2 separate regions of the Arachis hypogaea genome follow, and region 2 is linked to region 1. A link is a contact called in public Hi-C data. All regions are on one chromosome and are shown on one strand. The core of a region is the stretch at or near the end of the contact, and the rest is flanking DNA. Distances in the headings are between cores, read along the strand shown. Region 1 holds the start of LOC112715939 (2-oxoisovalerate dehydrogenase subunit alpha 2, mitochondrial). Region 2 holds the start of LOC112715942 (ABC transporter G family member 5-like).

Region 1 (6,026 bases), core at 1,161-3,660:
CATATAGGATAACATTTACAGTTACATTATTTCGAATCATTAGGCCTCTCCTAAAATTCTGATAACTAAGATGATAACTGCATAACTAGAGCCTAAGATGCTTGATTTCCAATTATGCTTTTAACCTGAGGGAAAATAACATCATCCCTAGTAAGAGCTGCAGCTGATGCAATATTTATTGCCTCTTCTCCAATGGTCGTTGCATAAAAAGATATTCTGCCCTGCCTTTGCGCTTCATAGAAAATGGTGTCCATAATTTGTAGTGTAACCATGTTACTGTACATCCTTACAGCAACTTCCTCACTAACCTAACATCAATGAAATTCATCAATTTCGTTTTCAAATTTTTCCATTAGGAAAATGCATGAACAATGGAATGGTGGATCAGTTTAAAACCTGGACAAAATTATTGGCCAGAGGCTGTCCATCGTCGTCGAGGACACGGTAGCAGGGTATTCTCTGTGGAGATGATTCAGATATAAATCTCATTTCCGGGATGAACTTCACTGTTCCTCCAGGAAAATCGATAACCTGCTGTATCCAGTTATGCAAACATGCATATAAATTAAGCAGCGCATCACTGCAGTTACAGATTTCAAACCAGAGAGAGTAAAGGCTGAATTCACACTAGTTATATATTGGAATTTGGAAATATGAAATTATCAATTATGTGGTGCAGTACTACTTCAGTTTATTACATTTGGTGTCATATATCCCAATTTACGTCACGAATTAGAATGCAACATTTCAGTGCTCAGGATTCAATTATTATGACCAGGGTATATAAAAAATACTATTTAAATTTGTGTAAGCTCAGACGAGTATTCCAACTACGAAATTTTCAAATTTTGAATCAAGGATTTCACCTTGCAATTAGGTCATCAAGTTTCACGGTTTCATACTTATTAGCTAGAGGTTTCACTTTCCAATAGGATCTTTATTAATCAGAGTCACCATATTCCTTACGAATTGGTCAATTATTTCATCGTTAAAGCGGGATTAAGGTTCATCGATGATAAAACATTTTCCAATTTCATATCTTTAAAAGTAGATTTTGCAATTTTGGATCTTAACAAATATTACGGGCCTTCTAAAGTTTGTAAACTTTTTATAACCTAATACGAGTAAAGTATAACCTGAGATTGGGGATTTATTTCAGAAACAAAGAAGTGTAGTCCATCAACGCACCCGATAGGCATGTGATACAAGCCCAGACAAGCAAATTCATGGTTTAATGGAATGACATTACTTTCGCAAACGAAGAAATTGCCTCAAAACATTCGTGTCAAAGCACGGTTTAGGGACAGAGTGCGTTTGCTCAAATCAGTTCCGAAGTGAAATAATAATAATAATAATAATAATAATAATAATAATAATAATAATAATAATAAAAGAGGTGGGAAAATGTAGCAGTGATAAAGGGCCTGAAAGATCAGGAGAAATCAAATTCAGACGAGTGACACTGCTGATTATGATATTGCAAGTTTGTAAAACAGGATTGACGAGGACCGTATATTAATCGAAGTCTCGTCAAGAAGCTACCTTGCTTTCTCATATGAACATACGCACACACAAACAACACACAGACTTATAATTATAGCACTAGAAATGCTGTTTCAAACTTGAATGCGAACATTGCGACGATGGTACTGCAGTAACTGCAGTGCTTCCTGTCAGGTCATTATATAGGGATTGAAACTAGGGTTTTCTATTTGGGCCTCGGGCCCAAGTCCAGTAATTGAGACTCGTGTAAGTCCATTTACAGTTCCACGGAAACTATAAATGTGGAGAAAAATCATTCCAAAAATAAATACATATCGGAGTAAAATAAAAAATTATATATTGCTGATGAAGATGATAAAAGAACAAGAAATCTTTACTCCAGTAAATTAAATATATATACAGAAAAAATAAATTAAAGAGATCAGATAGTACTAATTGAGAGGATAATCAAAGAAACATACGTAGAAATACAGTCTGTCGTAGAAAATTACGAGTTAATGACCCAATCAGCATGCATTCTAAGAGAGAGAGAGAGAGAGAGAGAGAGAGAGAGAGAGAGACCTGGTTAGCATCGTGGATGGAATTGAAGGTGGAAGGATTTTGAGCTATGGTGGATGCAAATCGGCGCGGAGAGGAAGAGATAGTGGTGCATAGTTAGGTGTGAAGTTGAGCCTGGATTTGAAGTGGTTGAAGATGGTCTTCGATATCCACATCGTAGCAGATTGGAGGAACAACCGAACAACAGAAGCACGACACTTCCGGTGAGGTGAACCCAGTTTTAACAAGAAACATTTAATTTAATTTAATATTGAGCTTTTTATAATAATTTGTTTTGGATTTAGCCTCGTGCGCTGCGGAATGAGGATTGAATGATAAGGATTGTGGATTCAACAACCTTTCTCAAGCCCATTTATTCGGCCTTTATTGACCCAATATATGTTTTCATATCGTTTTTTTTTTTTTTTTTATCAAGGAAATTTATTGATATTTTGGTTTTGGAATGCGCTAATTGTACTAGGACCAAGGAAATTAAAAACAAGAGGCCGAAAATATTGTACATAATTGATACGCAAGTTGGTGCAGAGGGATGAGGGTCTGTGTCCCTTAACCATCTCTTCTAAATTCGATATTCATCGAAGGATAAAAATGGAACTTGCTTATTTGGGAGGGATGTTCACTTTGTGTGCCTCAGAATTAATCATTGGACTTTCGGCTTGATTGATACCAGTATAAACCAAAAAAAAAAAGGTTTCCTGCCAAAAGAAAATAAAGAATAAAGAAAAATGTTTGAGAATAAACTTTTCAATAATTTATTTTAATCACTATTCAACCAACTTTTGAACTTTTCTTTTTACTTTATTTAAAAAAAAAAGTAAAGATAGAGAATTAATACTACAATAGTCAATTTTAATCAATATTATAACAGACTATCAAATAAGCCTAATATAAGTACACCAAAAAAATAAGCCCAATAAAAAATCTATTAAAGATTCATATAATTTTTCTTTATGTTAAAGTTGGTTGTAATATTTGTCGTATAATATTGGTCCCATTACTTTTCTCATTTGAAAAAGGTTTATTCTCTAATTAAAGCCTTAATGTTAGACTTGTTTGTTTATTAGGTTGAGAGAAGTATTTCCTCAGAAATAAAAATAAAAAATATTTTATATTTATAGAACTACTTTTTAGTAAATATTTTATGTATTTATTAAATCATTTTTACATAAATTTATAATTATAGTTATGAAAAAAACTATTTTACATAACATGGTAATTTTGAAAATTAAAAGGTATAGTTATTTTATTATATTTACCTATTGATATAAAATAAAATAACTACGTAGGTTTTTAATAAAATATACTAATTATGTTATCTTTTAATGATCTTTTAATTAAAATATTTTATTTAAAGAATAATATGTAATATATGATTATATGTAACACATGTTTTAGATATAAACACATCGTGTGTACAGAATAGAGAATTTTTAATTTTAAAATGAAATTAAATTTTTAAATATAACAAATAATAATCACAATATGATTAGATATCATTTTTAAGATAATGCAATTGAAAAATCGCATGAGGATTCATGTAGTGGTTAATATTTTATATTTTCTAAATAAACATATTTTTCTTTTAGAATATATTGAAAGAAATTAGTAATCTTAATCTTTTGCAGATTTTCTCTTTCTTTAATTTCGCTACTTTTTATGGAGAACTAAATTCTTTTAAAATAAAAAATTTGATAAAGTAATAAAATAAAAAAATGAATTATTTTTAAATTAAAGTAATATGATTCATATATAATGGGAGGTACAATTTTAATGATGATTAATTCCTTATTAATTAGCTTTATTATTTTACTAATATTTTTATTTTAGCCAATCTAAATTCTTCTATAAATCTTAGAAGTAAATTTCTAAGTGCTTTTTAAAAAAGGGAAAAATTACTTATTTTCTGCTTCTACTTTTTTAGAAGTACAAATAAATAAGTCTATATTGTATAAGGTGAATTATAGATTTACAAAAATAAGTATCAATAAATTAAAAATTTGGTAAAAAAAATTAAATAATTGTTCATACTTTTTTTTATTAAATATATATATTAAAAATAAATATCAAAAAATATTTTTATAATATTAAAATTATATAAATTATTATATTTTTAAGTATTCATTAAATGTGTATTATTATATGTCTATTTTTTTTCTCTAAAAAGGTACACTTACCTTTAAAATATTATTTATACCTTTGGATTAGCTTCACTCAGTTAAGACTTAAGATAGTAGAAAAGAACAAAAACTAGTTAAATATTATTTAGAATGGAAAAATATAGGTAGATAATGAAAATATTAAATAATATAAATAATAAATATATTAAATGTTCAATTTACTAAGTGTGCAAATAGTATATTAAAGTATTTTATTTAGGTGGATAAAATAAAATGCAATGTATTTTTATTTTATTGAACCAAATTTTAGAATTTATTGTTCAATTGTCTTCCATTTAAAATATTTAGTGAAGGTATAATCATTTTCATTGAACTCCCAATTCAATATACAGTAGTATCAACATATATAGCGGCACCGTTACATATATATTAAACCTAAAATTCAGGTAATTGATACATATTCAATCTAAAATGGAGACGCTAATTTCTTCCAGATCATCATCCAACGAGAGATAAATTTCGTCAAGCCAAGATAGCTCTGTCCCACTGTCATCATCGTCGCTACAGTAGTTTACACCTCGTACGGACCCCTTCTTTTCATACACTTTGCACAAAACCCATTTGCTCCAAATTTGATGATCCTGTTTTAATTTAATTAGATGTTCGTAAATTTTTCACAAATGAAAAAAAAAATAACATCTAAAAAGAAGTTAAACCTATATATAGTGGATGTGGGTAGTGACTTACGTGTTTTCTTCTGGCTCTAGTTGTAGAAATAATGTTAGAGGATGGGCAAATATGATATTCTTGCATGACCCAACTGGTTTCAATGCCGTGTGGAGCTTCTCCTATGTGGAATACAAGGTTCTTCTTTGTCCCTACTTTCTTCTCAAACGTTGATGACAATATTGCTTCACTTTCACCTATTTCCTTCCAATACCCATTTTCTGTTATTCTTTTTTCCTTCACTTTGCTGAAGAAATAGTATTGATTTCCGCTTGACAACGCTTTACCTGCCAAATATTTACACTGCTCAATTTTAAAATAATTTATTTTGGTTTAAAGTAAAAGGTGTTAACTTGCTTGTTATATGAAAAGTGGTTATAAGAAATTGAGTAGGTGGTTAAAGATACCGTTGAGTTGGGAAGGATGAGCGAGAGAGACATCAAGATCAGGGATGATGTTGGGATGGCATGGCAAAAGAGAAGCCTTGGCATAGAGAAAGTGAAGGACAAGTTCTTCATCCGTTGGAGAGAACAAAAACCCAGGAGGAAGCTGCTTCACGCTTTCATAATCTGCAGTCATCATCATCATAGAATTGGTGGTGTATGTATGAATTGTTGAGTTTGGTATAGTAATAACTACACTTCCATAATCCATTTATTTTGTCACTATATATATGCTGAGTAGAGAGATAAAGATTCGGGTTGATTATTTTTCACAATTATAATAATGGATGGATAGATTGCTGGAAATTATAAAGGCGGCGGTACTTGGAACATGTCATAATATCACAAGGTTAATTAAAGGCGGCCAAGGAAACTAACAACAAAAGCTAACTACTTTGGTTTTAAGACACATATATACACACACTAAAGTTAATTACCAGCAATATTATTCAACAATAACATGTATGACAAGTTAGTTGACTTTGCAATGACGTTATACACCAAATTCAATATTGTTTTTGGAAAATGATAGAAACTTAATAATATTAGTAGAAGAAAATAGGGAATTAATTAGTGTTTCTTTAAATATTAAAATATTCTTACTTACGTTAATCAATTATTTAATTATCAATTCTTTTCTTATAAACTTAACATGCATAATTATTGAATCATGACAATG
Region 2 (5,642 bases), core at 1,337-3,836, 170 kb after region 1:
TACTATTGTACATGGATGACATGTTAGTGATAGGCCCCAACAAAGATCATGTCCAGGAATTAAAGACTCAGTTGGTTAGGGAGTTCGATATGAAGGATCTGAGACCAGCAAACAAGATTTTGGAGATGCAGATTTGCTGAGACAGAAAGATAGGAAGATTTGGCTATCCCAAGAACATTATTTGAGGAAGGTCTTGCAGCGCCTCAACATGCAAGAGTGTAAACCAATATCTATACTACTTCTTGTCAATTTTAAATTATCTTCTGAGATGTGTCCTAGCAGTGAAGCAAAAAAGATAGAAATGTCTCAAGTACCGTAGCCATCTCCAGTGGGAAGTCTTATGTATGGCATAATTTGGACAAGATTAGATATCGCTCAATCTATTGCGATGGTCGATAAGTTCATGGCGAATTCAGAAAAAGAGCACTAGAGTGTTGTAAAAAGAATCTTTGAATATATCAAAGGATCCTCTGATGTTGCTTTATATTTTGGAGGACCTGAATTTACTATTAAATGTTATGTTGAATCTGATTTTGCAGGAGACCTTGACAAAAGAAAGTCCATTACAGGCTATATGTTTATATTTGTAGGAGATGCAGTAAGCTAGTTATCAAAATTACAAGTAGTAGTAGCATTATCAACTACAGAAGCTGAATATATGGTAGCTACGCAATCTTGTAAGAAAGCAATTTGATTGCAAAGGTTAATGGAGGAATTCGAACACAATCAGGATATGATTCCAATATTTTATGACAATCAGAATGTCTTGCATATAATAAGAAATCCAAGCTTTCACTCAAGAACGAAGCACATAGGCATTCAATATCATTTTGTTTGTGAAGTAGTAGAGGAAGAAAAAGTGGATATGCAGAAAATTCACACCAACAACAATCTTACAGATATCATAACAAAACCAATCAATACAGATAAATTTAGTTGGTGCAGATCTTCTCTTGACCTATTAAAAATATGAGCAGTATGAATACACAAAAAGAATAATTTTAAGTGAAAAATTGTGAAAATAAGAAGTAAAATTCTTCTTTTTATTTGAAGTCAACAAAAATGGTTAGAAGTTACAAGTGGAATAAGTTGAAATTTGTACAAAATTAAAAAGCATTATAGAATTTAAGCTTGATCTAGAATAAAATATGTCTTTTTATCAAATTGAAAAACGAATGAAACTACTTGCAAAGTTGTCCAACTTACATAGTCAAAGTTCTAGTAAAAAAATTACAACTTGAAAATAAGATAGCTTAGTTGTAATTTTTGAGTTAGTCAAAAGAATGAATTGTTATATGATGATAAGATTAAATTGATATGTATCAATTTGTCATATAATTTAATAAAGATGAATATGAAAGAAAACTTAAGTACACACTTATGCAATTTGTGCAAGTGGTTCATAATATACAATTTGTGCATAATTTGTAAATCAAATGCACTTCCCCAAAATTATTATATATAGGAGTTAAAGTATTTATTAATGTATGTCATGTTTTACATAGAATTAATAAGTGAAACTTAAAGAGAAAAATAGTAAAATATTTTTTTATGTGTAATTTCTTTGCATGAATTTTTATAATATATAAAAAAATATTATAGACTTTTTTATGTATTGTGAGAGATTGTAATTTTACTACTTTATCATATTATTTTTATTATTGTTTAAATTCTTGTTCAATTCTATTTATTTTTCATTCAAAAATTTTAATTACTTTATTTTATCCTTATTAACTCTGATGCTTAACATTTTTAAGAGAAATTGAATGCCCCAAAAATCATCAATTCCGATCCGTACTCATCACAGAGAAAATAAAGAGAAAACAGATACAAGTTTATGCTCATATATATATATATATATATATATATAACGTGTAGGTAGCTAAGGACAAGCCGGTTAGAATTAATTAATTAATCGATGTAGCTGGTCTTTGGATGCTGAATTTCTATTTTCTCAGTGGGGTGGATCCGAGTTGGTGATGACTGATGAATAATTGAAGGTTCACGGGCAAAGCTAAGTTATTAAAAAAAGATCAGAATAAAAGAGAAAAAAACTTAAGAAAACTCCTCTTTAGGTTATAAATGCTTTCTTCTTAATTAATCCACAACAAAGAATCATAAATGCTATTATTATATAGTATTATTATTTGATTTAATAATGAGTTGCGTACAGGAAGACCCCTAAGCAAGTCAGAATGTGACTCTAATTGACCTTAAAAAAAGGTTCTCTCTTGAGTACTGTTTCCAAAAATTATATATAGAATTATAGATACATAGTTTACAGTTTGCACCATTACTTTGTTAATTCCAATTTCTGAACTCTTCTTTTCTGGTGCCTTCTGTAATCACAGTCCCTGGAGCAAGTTAAAATAATTTACTAAAGCCAATCTCTTAGTGTTAAAATAACTAATTTAGTCAGCAAATCTTGCTTATGAACAAAATCTAAAATGACGTTAAAGCAATGCCAAAAGAAAAGATATGCAGATATCATAATTCATAAATAATACTGTATGTCTAAAAGAGGTTTGAAGGGTTTACTGTTGTTAAGTGTTATAAGAAGACCCAAACCATTTACAGTTGGCATCCTCCAATTGTTTTTCTACTTACTGCATAGCCCACTGGATTGCTCACTCTATCTTACTCACACATGTAAACTAAATTATTCTATCTAAATGGTTGTTATTGTAAGAGAAAGGCTCAAGGTTCGAATATTAAAGGGATTGAATAATTCTAGTAGGATTATTCTTACGAGTAGTTGATATAATTGGTCAAAAGCAGAATCTTGTATTTTCCATGTCACCTAACAATTTGGCAGAGTTATGCCCTGTACAAGTGCATGTGAACTATTTACTCATTCAATACAGGAATCAAGATTGAAGCACTCAATGTTTCAGAGTCAGTAGAGGCCAAAGCCCTGAATTTAAAAAAGAGAAAGAAATAAACAATAACATTTGAAATTGATTTGTAAATAAATTAAGAGAACTGAAGAAAAACAAAGAAAGATTTTGGAAAACAAAGTGTTATGAAGAAGCAAGGGTGTGAGGTTGAAGCAATAGGCATCAACTACAAGATTTGCACAGGCACAACAGAGCAAACTTTCAAGATCTTCAGAAAACCTCCACAACTGAATAATGAAGAACATGGAGAGGCACCAGAACCAGCAGAGGAAGCAAGAACTAATGATCACAGATCATTCTGCAGCAGAGTTAGGCACATTCTCTGGGATGTGAACTGCGTGGCGAAGCCGTCGGAAGTTCTGGCAGTTGTTGGTCCAAGTGGGGCTGGAAAATCATCCCTCCTTGAGATTCTTGCCGGCAAAGTTTGTCCGACAAAAGGGTCTATCTTGGTGAACAAGAAACCTGTAGATAAAGCACAGATCAGGAAGAATTCGGGGTATGTAACACAAAAAGATATCTTATTTCCATTACTTACGGTTGAAGAAACATTGATGTTTAGTGCAAAGTTAAGGCTGAATCTTCCTAAGCAACAACTATGCTCCAGAGTGAAGTCACTGATTCAGGAACTTGGTCTTGGCCATGTTTCTAGGACTAGAGTCGGAGATGAAAAGGTTCGTGGAATATCCGGTGGCGAGAAGCGCCGCGTTTCAATTGCCATAGAAGTAGTACATGATCCAAAAGTGCTGATTCTGGATGAACCAACTTCAGGCCTCGACAGTACTAGTGCAATGCAGATAATTGGTATGCTAAAAGTCATGTCCGAATCGAGGGGACGAACTATAATCTTCAGTATCCATCAACCTGGGTTCAGAATAGTGAAAATGTTCAATTCAATATTGTTGTTAGCCAATGGCTCTGTGTTGCACCATGGCACTGTGGATTTGCTAGGTGCGAATCTAAGGTTAATGGGTTTAGAGCTTCCTCTTCATGTTAACGTAGTTGAATTCGCCATTGAGTCCATTGATACCATTCAGCAGCAACAAAAATGTGAAGAAGATCAGCAGCAAGTGCCACAAAGATTGCGAGGAACTGCACCACGGAAGAAAGGCAATGATCGAGGCGAGAGTAGAAGTGGTAGGTTTACTCTGCAGCAGCTCTTTCAACAATCCAAGGTAACTGATGTTGGAATGATAAATGAGGAAATGGATTTCACTTGTGAGTTTGCTAATTCTAGATTGAGAGAAACTATTATTCTCACTCATAGGTTTGCCAAAATCATTCTTCGCACGAAGGAGCTCTTCGCATGTAGGACAGTTCAGATGCTGATTTCTGGGCTGGTTTTAGGCTCTGTCTTTTGTCATCTCAAGGAAGGTCTAGAAGGAGCACAAGAAAGGGTTGGTCTATTTGCTTTCATACTAACATTTTTGTTATCATGCACGACAGAAGCTCTACCAATTTTTCTGCAAGAAAGGGAGATTCTAATGAGGGAAACCTCTAGTGGAAGCTATAGAGTATCATCCTATGCTATTGCCAATGCCTTAGTTTTCTTGCCATTTCTACTCATTCTTGCCATTTTATTCACAATGCCCTTATATTGGCTCGTTGGCCTAAACAAGAACTTCGCAACATTCTTGAACTTCTTGTTGATAATTTGGCTAATTCTTTACACGGCGAATTCCGTGGTGGTGTGTTTCAGTGCTCTGGTGCCAAACTTCATTGTTGGGAATGCAGTGATTTCTGGTGTCATTGGTTCATTCTTTTTGTTCTCTGGTTACTTCATATCAAAATATGAGATTCCTAAGTACTGGATTTTCATGCATTATGTGTCTCTATACAAGTATCCTTTTGAAGGCTTTCTAATAAATGAGTTCTCCAACTCAAAGAAATGCTTGGAATACATGTTTGGGGCATGTTTGGTAAAGGGAGAAGACGTGCTTAAAGAAAAAGGGTATGGTGGGGAAAATAGTAGATGGAAGAATCTTGGAATGATATTGTGCTTTATCTTAATCTACAGGTTCATTTCTTATGTATTTCTTAGATATAGATGCTCGAAGAGCATCATCATCTAACATTATGGTGACATTGTCTCTGGTTCACATGAGTTGGATTTTTCTTCAAACAGCTGTTTATAAAATATGTATATATGTCTGGTCATTGCCAAAGAGTTGTATTAACATGAAATGATGTTGCTTTATGTTTTTTATTATTACTTAATTCAAACCCATGTCTCTCTCGGTAATTTCTTTTATAAAATACAAATTGTCCAATTCTCTAGTTCAATAGTATTGTTCTTAAAAATAGCAAAAGTAGGATGATTCTACAACTGAATTATGAGATTTACAACTCTACATTCTGAAAAATTAAGTGTTAGTTTGAATTGATTTTTTTAAGTAAAAAAAATACTTTTTTATTTTTATTTAGTTTCAAACTTATTTGGATATATTTTTTAACAAAAGTACTTTTATTAAAAAAAAGTTTTTTTTTTAAAAACTAACAATATTTTGTTTTAAAAAAAACGAAAACAAAAGACATTTTTAATTATTAAAAACTCTTTTTAAAAAGTCTATCTAAATATAAAATTATTTTTGTTTATTAAATAAAAAAAAGTACTTTTTCAAAAATCAATTCAAACTTATTCTATATATATATATATATATATATATATATATATATATATATATATATATATATTTTACATTGTTCTAAAATGCCTGAATGGTAATGGCAAAGTGCCATATGATGATA

What was found. A called contact is a pair of places that touch in the nucleus more often than the background predicts.
Region 2: a Hi-C map of leaf shows a contact between it and region 1, with 2.4 times the contacts expected there. The contact joins the promoter of LOC112715942 here to the promoter of LOC112715939 in region 1. A contact is called at or near these places in 2 of 8 Hi-C or Micro-C datasets (both in leaf).

The regions. Positions count from the first base shown.
Region 1 is chr10:92,396,372-92,402,397 of arahy.Tifrunner.gnm2.J5K5, forward strand. LOC112715939 (2-oxoisovalerate dehydrogenase subunit alpha 2, mitochondrial) reads right to left here and starts at 2,411. Exons shown (of 9, transcript XM_025767771.2): 1 at 2,065-2,411; 2 at 397-531; 3 at 126-308. The coding sequence starts at 489. LOC112715940 (NAC domain-containing protein 104) reads right to left here and starts at 5,816. Exons shown (of 3, transcript XM_025767776.3): 1 at 5,312-5,816; 2 at 4,926-5,191; 3 at 4,522-4,819. The coding sequence starts at 5,558. The coding sequence ends at 4,640.
Region 2 is chr10:92,563,199-92,568,840 of arahy.Tifrunner.gnm2.J5K5, forward strand. LOC112715942 (ABC transporter G family member 5-like) reads left to right here and starts at 2,587. Exons shown (of 1, transcript XM_025767778.3): 1 at 2,587-5,095. The coding sequence starts at 3,023. The coding sequence ends at 4,966.